Linked DNA regions of Mus musculus: region 2 is linked to region 1. The links are chromatin contacts, called in public HiChIP or PLAC-seq maps. All regions are on one chromosome and are shown on one strand. The core of a region is the stretch at or near the end of the contact, and the rest is flanking DNA. Distances in the headings are between cores, read along the strand shown. Region 1 has its middle 20 kb from the start of Gm33973. Region 2 has its middle 19 kb from the start of Gm34130.

Region 1 (2,867 bases), core at 111-2,610:
CTGGGCCATCTCTCCAGCCCCATGTAGTCTTTCTTTGCTAGATTTTGGAGTTCATATTACTTTCACTGCACAGGCAGCCTATGAAGGGTTTTAAATGATTGAAGTATAACTCAAAACCAGTAGTTCTTAACCTATGGGTCATGACCCCTCTTTGGGGGTTGCATATCAGATATCCTGCATATCAGATATTTACATTATGATTTACAACAGTAGCAAAATTATAGTTATGAAGTAGCAACAAAACAATTTTATGGTTGGGGGGTCACCACAATATGAGAAACTGTATTAAAGGGTGGCAGCATTTGGATGGTTAAGAACCACTGCTCAAAACCATCTCTCTGGCTTTGCAAAGCTGCAGCTTCTCTACCCAAGTTTCTCCCATGTAATATCACTGGCTTTTCAACTGGCCCTCAGATCCTGCCTGGTCCATATGCAGGCAGCTCTCAGCCTCAACCATTGGCTCTGAGGCATCATATTTCTCCTCTGTTGCTCTTTGGCCCACTGGGCTTACAGGTCACCGAGACTAACTGAATGACAGCCTTGTTCAGATTTGTGGATATAAGCCATCTAGCCAATTGGAATCATTTGGAGCTGAGAAATAATGTTTTTTCCTTCACAGACTTTTCTTTCCTAATAGTTGCAAGTCACTCTTGACTGACATTAGCATCTTGACTCCACTGGTACATTAAAACGGTAACCTCGGCACCTCCTTAAGCTATAGTAAGAGAAGCAGACATTGCTGTTATTGGATCAAATTTATTTTGTGGAGATGAATTTAGAATGTAGAGGGATTAGAAGGTGTGAGGGAGGATACTGCTTCAGCTCTCTCTTCTGAACTCCCTTTAAGCCAAAAGGAAGCCTCTCTGAGAAGCCCCTCATTGCCCTCATGACTGGGAGCATCTTTCCCCTGAGGAGAGGCTGAGGTGACCATGCCCTCCTTATCTGCTGGGAGCATCTTTCTCCTGAGGAGAGGCCGAGGTGACCATGCCCTCCTTATCTGCAGTCTTTTCTGCTCTCAATGTTTCACTTGCTTTCTCTGTCAAAAGGCTCACAGCGACCCATCCCTACCCCTCCCTATGAAGAGAAGAAAAGTGTGAGGTTCTACTCTTCTTTAACATCTTAGAAGAAGCCATATCAGCAGAATAAATCCACATCTGCCTCTCTCTGTTACAGGGCTTTGTAGCCACAATGGTTCCCATGTATGACCAAGCTGGCTACCCCTGCGTGTGGGAAGGCAGTGGAGAAATTTCTGGTCAAAAAGTACTCCTGAGAGAGTGAGCAGATTGACTGCAAGGGGAGGTGAGTCAGAGCTGATTGCCACGATATGAGCCATCCCTCAGGTCATATTCCTTCAGTCATAAATGGAGGCTGGAACACACTGGTTGGGGTTACCTAATGGTAGTCTATTTTGGTTGCTGAATGAGCAACGCCTAGGCAGATTGTGACTCACTTTGGGATTCATCCAGATGTGATGCTTTAGGGTACATGGTAGGACTAGCTGTGATGGAAATTCTAACTGTGGATGCCTCACTGAAATGTTAATTTGGTCAGCCCTCTATGCTACAGGCTACAGCGGGTCTCTTGTAGATGCCTCTGAGGAGCATCTGTGGTTCTTTGTGTCAATGTGCGCAGAGGATTAACTCGGACATAATGGGACCTTTGTTTTCACCAATGCTCGTAAAGAACAACTGCCTTGAGCAAATGAAAATGTATGTGGCGATTTTGTGCGTTTCTAGTAATGACTGTGGCTGGACAGAGGGTTCTTAGAGGTGGCCATGATGTCCCTGCAGGTCAGGGATGACTTTTGGATGATTAATGAAAATCTCTGTAACCAGGATGCTGGCTCTGGGGAGATAAAGGAGAGAGTGATGGTGCAGGCTCTGGGGAGTTCAAAGTGCTTGAAAAGGTGTGGCTCTCTCCAGGGCCAGGTGCCAGGGAACCTGACTGGTTCCAAGGAGCTACAGTCATTTCAGGGAAGCATGAGCAAGGCCAGCTGCTCTGAAGTGGGCAGAAGACAGTCAGAATATGAATGCTCCCTCCTCATGGGTCCTCCTGGAGCCTCTGGCCATTCTGACTGGGACAGGGGACACTGCCCTCTCAATACCTTGTCTCGTCACTGTATGGTCCCTTTCCTCCAGTTTCACCCCGTCTTTGCCCTGTTCTTGACACAGGGTCCTTAGGATACTACCTGCTTGGCCATTAGCTCTTTTCAGTCTCTGAGAAATTAAATCCCTTTGCAGATCGCTAGGCAAGATTCCACACTCCAGCAACGCCCCTCCTCCCTTACCCTCATCACTGGGTAAGTAAAGCCCTTAGGTGATTTCTATGCTTGGTCTGACCTAACACTTGGTACTACAGCAACCGTGGTTGCTCTTTGAATTTCCCCTTGCCATCTCTGTAACACACTCGAGAGTTTGCATGAGGAATCTGAGTTTTGGGAGATTTATTTTGCAAAGACCAACTCCCTATGTCAGGGTCAAAGGAATCCTGACTCTCAGGGCTTGGAGCCTGGGTCTCTATCTACTGACAGGCAGTAGCTTTGCTTGGGATCCAGTGAAGAGTCAAAGTCCTCAGACAGCCTGTGCCTTGGTTATAGTGAGCGCGGGGGAGGAGCCTGGGATAGGCTGACTTGTGTTCTGCCTTGGCAGCTCTCTAGAAGTGTCTTCACGGGTGAGATATGAACAGAGCGGGTGGTAACTTCCAGAGCCGGACTGAACAGAATGGGCTCCTACTGCAGGCACTGTATTGATCACTTTTCTGCTGCTCTGATAAAACACCATGATGGGGCAACGCAAGGAAGATAGTTTATTTTGGCTTATGGTTCCCAAGGGATAAGAGTCCCTCATGTTGAGATAGTATGGCGCCAA
Region 2 (3,020 bases), core at 147-2,646, 340 kb after region 1:
AAGCAGGGTAATAAATAAAAGCTAAGCACCACAGGGTTTGCTACTGCATATATGCAGGCCTGTTTAGAGCACACTACACATAGGCATTTATTTGTTCTTTATATCACTCTACTGTAATGGTTTATTCTTCTCCCTATTCTATAAGTGACAAGGCTGATATGAAGTTAGACAATGTGTATAAAGTCACAGGGGACTTGACAAATGGATTTTAACCTGGTCTGTCTTACTCCAGAGTCCATGTTCTTAAAAAAATGCTACAGAGAAAGGAAAAAAAAACAAACTTATTACATCTTACTGTATTTCAGGTACTGGTATATCTAGGTTCATCTGCAGAACATTAAATACTTATTCTTTGCAACAATTCAGTAGGCTGACACTACATTTATACCCCATCTTCTTCTTCTTCTTGAATATAAGCAACTTGCTCATATTGTGTGCTTACACAGTGTGCTAGTCACAGGCTAGCACATTGGATAAGAAGCTGGAATGATCAGAGTAGCTGTAGAGCAGCAGAGAGAGGAAGGGGGAAGATGCTGCATCCAGATGTCATCAGTGAGAGCCCAGGCTTTGCTCCTGAGATTGTCACCTTGGGATAGAAATGGTGTCAGCCCATGTCACTGCTGAGTCTCAATCGGTCAGAGACCTTGTTCCTCCCTGCATGCTCACAGGACCACAAAGTTCTCCGGTAACTACAGGACACTTCTAGCAATCTCAGCTTTCCTCACATCCTGTTTGTGTTTCTAGTGGGTTATCTGGGTCAGACTCAAGCTTGCTCATCAAGAGTTCATCCCAGTGACAAATCAGAGGCATGTTAATTCTTAATGCATGGGTGGATTTTCTCTGAAGCTATACTTTGGTGAATCAGGAGATCTGCTTTTTGTTCAGAGGCGAAGAAGCACTAATCTCAGATGATTGTCAAAAAAGTCCCTTACAGAGGTCTGAACTTTGAAGGCCTGATGATTGTGACCTTGGGGCCAAAAGAAAAATGAATTCACCAGTTATGAAGCAGACAAACACATAGCCACAGAGTCCAGCCTAGTCTTAATGTGGTCTTTAGGGTGAACAGTAAGCTGCAATGGCATGCTGTCTGTTGAGATTAAGCCACACAACTGTACCCCTAATCTTTGTCCTGAAATGGGGCTGCCCTCAGCTAGTAAATGAAGCACAAGCTTTGCTCTGTGTCCCTCTGATACTGCAACTTGGTTGATTTTCCAGGAATAAACAAACCTGATCTCCTACCCATGTCTATATGCAAACTATTATCTCAGGCCTACAGAGAAGTAAACGCAAACCTCATTGTGTCTAAACACTGACCAGATGTGTGACAAACTTACTTTAATAAAGAGCCTTGTGATTCACTAAGCAATAATGCATGGTTCTGCTGTTTTAAATTACCTTTGGTTGGCTTGAAAAATCCATGAGCTGTTCTCCTGGAAAGACGTCAATGCAATAGCAGAGTCTGGAGTCATGGCACAGCTTTCGAGCAAAGCTTTGCTGTGCTTAAGGACAAACCATTCAGGTAAGGACCTTGAAAATTTCTTAGCCTCAATTGTCACTTTACATTTCTTATGTAATCTTCCTCATGTCCCACGCCCTGTCCATTTCACTGCCTTGACACCTATTATTTCATATACAAAGTTCATACTGAAGAACCACACAACTGAGTCTTCCACCTTTAAGGCTGGGGCCGGCATTGCTCTCAATGACAATGTTGTGAAGCTCATTTCCTGGTTTGATAATGAATATGGCTATAGCAACAGGGTGGTGGACCTCATGGCCTGCAATGGCCTCCAAGGAGTAAACCCTGGACCACCCACCCCAGCTAGTACACTGAGAGCAAGAGATAGGCCCTCGGTTGCTGAGGATTCCCTATCCCAACTTGGCCTCTAACACTGAGTATCTCCCTCACAATTTCCATCCCAGACCCCCATAATAACAGGAGGGGCCTAGGGAACCCTCTCTACTCTCTTGAATACCATCAATAAAGTTCACTGCACTCCCAAAAAAATTCATAATATTTTAGAAACATTTTGTATTGGGATGCATCCACAGCTACTCCAGGCCTCATGTGGTCTGAGGCATCTCATAAGCCATAGAATATAGCTCTAACACTATGTCAAACATATAGAATATATATGTTAAACATATAGAATATAGCTCTACCACTATGTTAAACATGTTGGAGTTTAAAAGTCAGGAAGATGGAGAAGTGAAGGAAAAGATCACTAACCATGATATAAATGGCATAAATAATATTATAGAAGCATACTCAAGGTTTAGGTGATATTCTGCTTAGGGTATGCCAACCCTATGTAGAGTAACAGTTTCTAGCCCTATGTACCAGGGAAAGACATCATGATGGTGGGAAGATATGATGGATGAGAGTTATTTCCTACATGACTGGCTAGAAAGCTAGCCAGGAAGAATCCAGGGATAGCATACCCATTCTGATAGTTAATATTGTCAACTTGGCAGGCTCTAGAAACAAATCTTCTAGAGACCTAGGAGACAAATCACAGGACCTATTTATGAGAAAGTTTATAGGCAGGGTTATTCAAGGTGGGAAAGTGTGGTGGTTTGAATATGCCTGGCCCATGAGAAGTGGCACTATTGGGAGGTGTGGCCTTGTTGGAGTAGGTATAACCTTATTGGAGGACAGTGTGCCACTGTGGAGGCAAGCTTTAAGGCTCCTATACTCGAGCTCCCCCTAGTGCAGAAGGGACACTCCTAGCTCCCTGGGGAACAGAGTTTCCTCCTAGCTGTCTACAGATCAAGATGTAGAACCTTGGGCTCATCTAGTACCATGTCTGCCTTCCTGCTGCCATACTTCCTCCCATGGTGATAATGGACTGAGTCTCTGAAACTGTAAGCCAGCCCCAAGTAAGTGTTTGCCTTCATTAGAGTTGTCTTGGTCATGGTGTCTCTTCACAGCAATGAAAGCCCTAACTAAGAGAGAAAGCACATTCTAAATGTGGGTGACATCTTACCATGGCCTGGGGACGCTAGCTTCATGATATGGA

The links. HiChIP or PLAC-seq counts read pairs in DNA pulled down with a chosen protein or histone mark.
Region 2: an H3K27ac HiChIP or PLAC-seq map of the NIH/3T3 cell line shows a contact between it and region 1, with 2.4 times the contacts expected there. The contact joins two enhancer-like sites. A contact is called at or near these places in 1 of 484 Hi-C or Micro-C datasets (nephron progenitors) and 1 of 115 datasets of contacts at active chromatin or transcription factors (the NIH/3T3 cell line).

The regions. Positions count from the first base shown.
Region 1 is chr1:183,572,466-183,575,332 of GRCm38.p6, forward strand. No RefSeq gene overlaps it. Among named protein-coding and RNA genes, the nearest start is that of Gm33973, 20 kb to the left of the region's middle. Within about 2 kb of position 1,361, at least 73 of the 459 cell types and tissues checked have an H3K27ac peak or open chromatin away from gene starts, as enhancers often do. A contact at or near this core is called in the NIH/3T3 cell line, where this site is marked.
Region 2 is chr1:183,916,480-183,919,499 of GRCm38.p6, forward strand. No RefSeq gene overlaps it. Among named protein-coding and RNA genes, the nearest start is that of Gm34130, 19 kb to the right of the region's middle. Within about 2 kb of position 1,397, at least 35 of the 459 cell types and tissues checked have an H3K27ac peak or open chromatin away from gene starts, as enhancers often do. A contact at or near this core is called in the NIH/3T3 cell line, where this site is marked.